2 separate regions of the Ovis aries genome follow, and region 1 is linked to region 2. The links are chromatin contacts, called in public Hi-C maps. All regions are on one chromosome and are shown on one strand. The core of a region is the stretch at or near the end of the contact, and the rest is flanking DNA. Distances in the headings are between cores, read along the strand shown. Region 1 holds the start of CBX7 (chromobox 7). Region 2 holds the start of CBX6 (chromobox 6).

Evidence for each region. Hi-C and Micro-C count contacts between places; a contact is called where the count stands out from the background.
Region 1: a Hi-C map of hypothalamus shows a contact between it and region 2, with 4 times the contacts expected there. The contact joins the promoter of CBX7 here to the promoter of CBX6 in region 2. A contact is called at or near these places in 3 of 16 Hi-C or Micro-C datasets (hypothalamus, liver and tail adipose tissue).

What each region holds. Positions count from the first base shown.
Region 1 is chr3:216,429,298-216,433,275 of ARS-UI_Ramb_v3.0, reverse strand. CBX7 (chromobox 7) reads left to right here and starts at 2,202. Exons shown (of 6, transcript XM_042247753.2): 1 at 2,202-2,465. The coding sequence starts at 2,397. The region is part of intron 1 of LOC132659640 (a long non-coding RNA gene); the gene reads right to left.
Region 2 is chr3:216,290,875-216,295,032 of ARS-UI_Ramb_v3.0, reverse strand. It overlaps CBX6 (chromobox 6), which reads left to right and starts at 2,234. Exons shown (of 5, transcript XM_027968120.2): 1 at 2,234-2,385; 2 at 2,565-2,608; 3 at 2,768-2,833; 4 at 2,977-3,043. The coding sequence starts at 2,317.

The sequences.
Region 1 (3,978 bases), core at 953-3,452, 140 kb before region 2:
GGGATGTGTTTTTAAATCTCCCATTATAATTGTGGGTTTTTCTATTTCTCTGTAGAGTTCTCTTTTTTTTTTTTTTTTTTTTTTAAGACTATGGTCTTTACATATGAGTTTGAAATTGTTCTTTCTTTCTGGTCAGTTGGACCATTTTCAGTGACCTTTTAATCTCTACTGATTTTTTTCTGATACTAAAATAACTGCACCAGTCTTCTTTTCCTTAGCCTTTGTATTATAAGATTTTTTTTTTTTTTAACTACGCATTTCCTTTCACCCTTTCAGTGTCTTTGTTTTGGAAATGTTTCTTGTGGATGTCTCTTGTAAATTACAGGTAGTTGGATTTTTATCCTGCCTGGTAATCTTCGTATTTTAACTACAACATTTAGTCCACTTGCATTGTTTTATAGTACATTTGAATTTATAACTTATTTATTTGTCCCACCTATCTTGTATTTTTCTCTCCATTCTTGCTTGTTTTAGGATTGATTGGATTGATTTTCTCATTCTGTTTTTCCCCTCTAATAATCTGGCTAAATACTATATACTGCATTTCCATTCTTTCTGTTTACCCTGTTAATGACAACTTACAGTCTTAACTCATCAGAGTTTAAGTATATTTGCTATCTATTTTCGTTTTCCTTCTGAGGAATAGAAAGATAGAACACTTTAATCCATTCACCCAAGTTCTATGCCATTGTTGTGTATTTTAATTCTATTTTTATCCAGAAGACATTGTTATTGTATTATCAATGTTCTTCATTGTTCTTTATTCTCTGTTTCATCAGACCTCTGTCTGTGATCATCTTCCTCCAGCCTGAAGTTCTTCCGTTGGAATTTCCTTTAGGGAGGGTCTGCTACTGGCAAAGTCAGTTTTTGTATTTGTAAATGTTATCATTTCCCCTTGTTCTGAAAGACATTTTCACTGGGTACATAAATCTTGAAATAAAATTTCACTCAGTTTCTAAGATGATGGTTATTTTCTTTCAGTGCTTTGAAGGTATCATTCTACCGCCTCCGGGCTTCCGTTGCTCCTGATAAAAAGTCCGTGCAAATCATTTCTTTTTCTTTTCTCTTTTTCTACCCCGGACGCCAGGCAGAGGCGTCTGGACTTTATTCTGAGGGGCACAGGGAGCTATGGAAGGTTTTAAAGCACTAAGGTGATCCAGTCAGATCTGCATTTTAGAAAGCGCACTCGGGCACTGTGGACTCGGAGGGCATTGAGAAGTGAGAAGGCAGTTGCTGCAGTCCAGAGAAAGGACAAGGGGTGTGGATGGGAGGAGGTCAGAGAGGCAGGACTTGGGGGGTCAACGCAGGCAGGCGGTTGGGAGCCCAAGGGGCACGGATGACTCGGGTTCCTAGTGAAGATGGAAAGCTGGCGCCGTAGGACAGACAGAACCGTGTTGGAGTGGATGGGGATAATGAATGGATTTGTGTGAGATCTCAAGATCCATCCATTCCACAGAGTCGAACACCTACTACGTGCAGAGTGTCAAGTGCGTGTCACTGGGGACTTGGGGCTGCGTGGCGTCAAAATCCGTCCCGCTGCTCACCCTAGATTCGCTGCGGCCATACCTGCCGCCAAGTATTGCCTAGCGGGGGCCCCTGAGGCAGCGGCCGCCTGGGGACCAGGCGTCTCAGCACAACCGCCCAGACGGACAGACGGACGTTAAGGATGGACGCGGAGGCGCCGGCTCAGGACCGGCAAGCCACACCGCTCCGGAGCCTGGATCCAGAGAGACCGTGGTACTGAGACACCCTGACAGGTTGGAAACCTTGGCCGTCCCCGCCCTCCTGACGCCCGAGGGTCCGCGCCGCGATCTCGTCTATTCTTTGTTGAGAGGCGAGGCAAATGGCCTCACCGCTCTCCCCCGGGCCCTCGTATGCCCAGCCGGGGCCAGGCCGTTTCCAGACCCTCAGAGCCACCGGGAGGACTTAAGAAAACACTCCTGGGTGCTAATATCTCGTCCAACACACCCGCCTAGCGGAGCCCCTGCCAAATAAGTCCCGCGGGCCGCCGGCTTTGGAGAGACACGCCGCGCGCGAGGCCCGGGGGCGGACCTCCAGAGGGGCGGGCCCGAGCGGGAGGCGGAGCCAGGGAGGGGCGTGGCCGGCTAGACGGGAGCCGAGCCCCCGCTCCGCCCCGCCCCGCCCCGCCCTCGCCCCCGCCCGGCGCGCTCGCCCGCGGGCTCGCTCGCGCAGAGGAAAACGTTGCGCAGGTTCAAAAATGGAACGTCGGCGGCGTGAGGGAGCGCGAGGGGGTGTGCGCGCGTGCGCGTGCGCGTGCGCGCCCGGGCGAGGGTGACGGGGACCCCGCCGGCCCGAGCATCGCGCGCCGCAGCCGCGGCCCCGCAGCTCCGCCCCCGGCCCGGCCCGGCCCCGGGCCCGCTCGCCCGCCGCCCCGCATGGAGCTGTCAGCCATCGGCGAGCAGGTGTTCGCCGTAGAGAGCATCCGGAAGAAGCGCGTGCGGAAGGTGAGGCTGCCCGGGGGGCGGCTCCCAGGACCCCTGTGGGGTCCCCTTCTGTCCCCAGTACTGTCTCCTCTACCCTGGAGGCGAGGGAGAAAGTGGGGGCGGGGGGACCCAGGCAGCCCCGCGCTGCCGGGCCCGTATCCCCAGCCCGTGCCTCAGTTTCCCCCGCCACCTTGTAGGGAGCGTAGAATTAAAAGTTGTCGCCCCAGGATGCTGAGGGCAGCTGAGCCAGCCAGAGCTGGAGATTAGGATCGGACTGGAGGGACCTCGAACGCTATCCGTTCTCACCCTCCTCTCATTAAATATGGGGAGACTGAGGCCCAAGTTGAAGAAACGGCTTGCCTCGTGTGTTCGCATTGGAGCTGGGTCTCGAACTCAGGACTGTCTACTCTTGGTGCCAAGTCCTTTGAAGTTGGAGGCGGAGCTTTGGAAAAGCCTCCTCCCGCCTCTTAAGTTTAACTGCTGGACTTCGACCTTTTCCGATCCCCTCTACACCCCCACCTCCGCGTCTCTCCCCGACTTCCAGTGCACACCCCCTCAGTCTTCCCCTCCCCGACTCCCAGCTCCGCCCGGCGGCTCGGTGAAGCCGCCTACGGCGCTTCGGCATCCTCAAAGCTCCTCCCCCTTTGCCTTCGCCTCCCAAACATACACCCAGCGATTTAAGGAGGCATCTGTTCTCTTGTGTTTTTGTCCCTGCGCCTCGGGCCTGGACTTTGGCCATGCCCATTTCCGGTGCACACGTTTGCAAAGTAGTCTGGCCCCAGGCTGGAAGTTGGGACTGGAAGGCTTTGGGGAAATTTCCTGTCCCAACACTTAGAACCACTATCCTTTTATCTCCTCCCTGCCGCCCCTTGAGAGGCTCTAGCGGCAGGGCAGGAGTTCACCTCCTCCCATTTGACGGAGGCACAAACTGAGGCCCGCGCTGGGGAAGTGACCTGACCAAGGTCAAACAGTAAGTTAGAGATGAGTGCAGAGCCGGAGTTCAAGTTGGCTCATTGCCAACTCATCTTTCAAGGGAGAAAACTCAGCTCTGTTATCTTGGGCTAAGGGTAACGGGGTCAAAGTAGGCCATGACCTTTTCTTTTCTTCCCCCAACTCCAATGGGGTTGAGTTTTGTCTTCATGTCGGGGCTGCCCCTTCTCCTTCTCCCTTCGCTCAGAGTTTCCTTAATTTGAATTTGTTCCTCAAAACCCAATGCTTTCCATGCAGTGTACCCTAAGCAGGTACATTAATTACCCCTTTCTACAGGGGGCCGTAGTGCCAGAGAGTGAGGAGCATTGTTCCTTTCACATTCATTCAAAATTTTGAGGACCTCTTATATACCAGGCACCAGTCTAAGTGCCAGGGGAGGGAGCCCCAGGCTTTGTGGAGCTGGCATTCTGGTAGAGGAGACAGGCAGCAAAAGAGGAAGTAAACAGATGCTTTCCACTGGGGTTGTGTGCCACACAGAAAGAGAACTGTAAGGTGGGAGGGAGGGTGGCCAGGGCAGGCTTCTTTGAGGAGATGACATTATCTT
Region 2 (4,158 bases), core at 985-3,484:
GACTGAGCCAAGGAATGCCAGTAGCTTCTAGAAGCTGGAAGAAGCAAGGAATGGATTCTCTCCCTAGAGCCCAAACACACCGATCTGGGCCTTCTGACCTCCAGAACTGTAAGATGAAACATTTGTTATTTCAAACCACTGGCCTGTAATGTTACATCACTGCTGTAATGTTATCGCAGCCATAAAAAATGAATACATCTTTATTCCAGCATGCCTAGCAGATGCCTTTCTCACCTCAGAGCTCCTCAGGCCTGGGCACCTTAGTTTCTGACAGTTGAACACAAAGCCTGAAAAAGGACTCACAAGAGCTGCTGAAAGAACCAACAAATGGGTTAATGCTTACCATCTTCATCCAGCTGTCTGTGTTCTGCACCCTGAGAACACACACACACTCATATCCACATAGCTCACCTGTCCAACCACCTCCACCACCCCCAGGAGGGCAATGCTATACTCACACAGAAGCCCACTTTGGGCTGGACAGAAAATAGCTATTTCTTAAGAGCACGTGGACTTTAAGAGGGGAGGGGGATCTCGCCCAAGGTAATAACTGGACAAATTAGCAGGCTGGTAGGGATGAGAAAGAGAAATTTTGACGTGGTTGACTTGAAACCACAAGAATTGGGGTTGTACCACAGGACATGTAAAAATCTCCTTCTGCAACAAAGCAATAATGAAAGCAAGAGACAGCCCTGATCGGAACCACATCCCCAGCCCTCTCCACCTCCGTCTCTCCGCCACAGACAAACGACTGGGAAATTTGTACTCAGTGACACCAAAAACGGTCCACTTTATATCATTTAGGGAGAAAAGTGGATTCCAGCTAGTGTGAACAATGAGATCCCATTCTGCTGAAAAGAAAATATTTAAATACACGTCTATGAAAGTGAAAGTGAAGTCCTCAGTCTTTGTGACCCCGTGGACTGTAGCCTACCAAGCTCCTCTGTCCATGGGATTCTCCAGGCAAGAATACTGGAGTGGGTTGCCATTTACTACATATATATATAACGTACAAAGGAGCATAGGTACGTGTGTTTATTAGGCATAGGACAGAGTCTCGAAGAAGATCCGTGAAGAGGTTAACGGTTGGATGGATATTATAGACAGTTTCTTTTCTTACTTAAAAAAAAATTGCAAGAACAAGGCTGTTGGTGTTCTTTTTAAAAAATAAAGTTTAAATAATTCAAAATAAAATGAAATGGCGCGGTTTGTGTGGCAGGGGTACTCTGTGCCCTCTCCAGGACAGCTGAAGTCTCCCTCTCCCTCCCCAAATAGGAAGCTGGGCTGTGGTCTCCCCGTTAGCAATGGCGGAACCATTAGAGGAACTGTAGGCGGCAGAAGGATGACGCGGCCAGGGGGCCTGGGAATCAGAAAACAGAGACCTGACCGCGAGGGCGGCTTTTGCCGAGTGACCCAAGGATGACCTGCTTCGGGCCCAATCTGGTATGTAGGAAGCCTGTAGTCACCCCGCGGCCTCTCCTCCCTGGACCGCCCCCCTACCCCCAACCACCGCCACATCTTGCTCGCTGCGTCTTCACCCGACCTCCCTCCTGGTGAAGGCAGGTGCCCGCCCAAGACCCCGGCCGAAAACAAATCCAAGGGATCACCCCGACCTTCCTCGGCCCCATTCACCGTCTCCCCCCACCCTTTCCTGCGGTGGCGTTTTTGTTTTAATTCATCTGAACTGGTTACAAAACCACACTCCCACGAATACATAAATAATGGATAAGGGCGGGGGGAGCAGTGTTTTAAAGAAATTCCCGCAGGGCCTGGCAAGGCAACAGCAAATGCATTTCTGCTGTATCATATTTAACTGTTTGCAAACTTCTGCTGGGAAGCTGAGCAGCGGCTGTAGAAATTCCACCCCCCTTCACCGCCCAGGGCCCAGGAGTGACTTGTAAGGGAGGGTTAAGAGGGAGAGATAGTCAGCGGTCCGGGGCCAGGAAGATGGAGGGGAGAATGAGAAAGTGTTTGTAAGATTGCACTGTCCACAACCAGGCTTCCCGTAGGCCAAGCATCTCCTTCCCGGGCTTCGGGGCCGCGGCTCCCCGAGCCAGGCTAGGCCCCTTTAAGAGCCAGCGCGCGCCCCGGCCCCGCGTGCGCTCACTTTCCCTAGCAACCGCCCCGGGGGAGGAGGAGGTCCTGGCAACGGCGCACCAGCCCGGAGGGTCACGTGACGGCCCGCAGCTGGAACGCGAGCGCGCGCCCTGCCGCGCGCCCGCCCGCCGAGCCTGAGCGCTGCGGCGCGTGCGCGAGCGGTGCAGCACCGGCCGCGGGAGCAGGGAGTATTATGGGCTGTGGGTGCCGCTGAGCAAGATGGAGCTGTCTGCAGTGGGCGAGCGGGTCTTCGCGGCCGAATCTATCATCAAACGGCGGATCCGAAAGGTGAGCCGCCTCCCAGGGCGGGACGCTTCGCCCCGCAGCCGAGGCCCGAGTCTGTGGGCCAGCTAGGCGAAGCGGTCCCGCTAACCTGGGCTCTCTCGCCCACCCCCGCGCCGTCGCCTCCTCGCGTCCCCGCATCTTCCCCACCCCCACTCTCCCCTTTTTTTCCTTCTCTTTTTCAGGGACGCATCGAGTACCTGGTGAAATGGAAGGGGTGGGCCATCAAGTGAGTGTCACGGGATCCAGGAGCGAGGGGGGAAGGGAAGCAGCGGACATCGGGGCCTTTTTTTTTTTTTTACCTTGGGGGGTGCGCACATTTGCTCCCTCGCATGTGCCTCTGCTTCTCTTGTTTTGTTTTTTATTTTGTGCATGTGTAACTCGGCAGGTACAGCACTTGGGAGCCCGAAGAGAACATCCTAGACTCGCGGCTCATTGCAGCCTTCGAACAGAAGTGAGTTTGGGAAGCTGGCAGGGGCGGCGGGGCCGAGGCTCGGCTGGGGCGCAGCGCGGGGAAGCGGGAGGGCCAGGGAAGGCAGCGCGGAGTGGGGCCCGGGAAGGGGCTCATTTTTAACCTCGGGTGTTTCTCTGCCGCAGGGAGCGGGAGCGTGAGCTGTATGGACCCAAGAAGAGGGGACCCAAACCCAAAACTTTCCTCCTGAAGGTAACCTGGCCCAGCCCCAACAGCCCCCTCTCGGGCCCCTAGCCCGGGCGCAACACGGGGCCTGCAGGGGAGGGACAGATCCGCGGCCGCCCTTGCGGGCGGGCCTTTCGAGAGGGGGCCCCTGCTGGGCAGGGGGTGGTTGTGAGACCCCGACGAGCCCCTGGCAGGCGGCCCTGGCCAGCTCTGGCTTCTCAGCAAGAGGGGCCTGGGAATGGGGACGCGGAGGGAGGATGAGCCTTGCTCACAAAACCAGGGTCTGGGGAGGCCCGCAGGAAGAGGGTGGATGAGGCAGGTGGGGGCCATCCACCTGCGGGGGTGGCAGGGAGGTGGCCTCTGCACTTGAGAGCTCTGCTCTCCCCCACCCTTGAGCTGGTGGGGCTCTACCTGGAATTCATGTCCAGAGCAGGAGTGAACGTGATCTCCCTCATGGTGCGGAACAGGGAGAGGCTTTTGGGGTGGGAGGCTGCCTCCGTGTCTCCAGCTTGCCTCTTCTCAGGATTTATTCTGCATGCCTTCCCTTCCGACAGGAGGATCGAACTTAAATTTGACCTTAAGTCACTTCACTTTGAGTTTTATCACCCAGGCTGGGCTACTGGTTTTCAGTTATCCCCACTTCTGGCTGTGTCTGGAGGTTCTAATGAGGATGGAGGGGGAGAGAGTAAAAGCATGGCACGTTGGCCTTGGCAAGGGAGGGAGACTTAGCTCCAGAGGAAGCCATCTTAGAGGTTTTTGGTGTTTATTTATTTATTTTTTAATGAGGAAGAACAGAGTCTGGGAAAGGGAAGTCGAGATGACCCAAGGTGGCAGGCAAGGCTGCAGGCAGTCTCCATGGGCAAGCACTGTCTCCCCTCTAGTGCTAAGGTTTTCTCAAGGCCCCATCCCACCCTGACACCCTGTGACTTTGTGGCAGTTGGCATGGGCAGGGCAGACGGACTCTGCAGAAAAAAAGGCTGTGCAGAGTGGCAGGGCCTCAGAATCTCCAATCTGTCCAAAAGGCTCAAAGCCCAGTTGGTGGACTCTCCAGCCCCCCACTTCCCTCAAAAGGACTGTACGTGTGTATAAAGTTTGCCTCGGACTTAAAGCAGAAGTGAAAGAAATAATGGTTTCCAGAATTA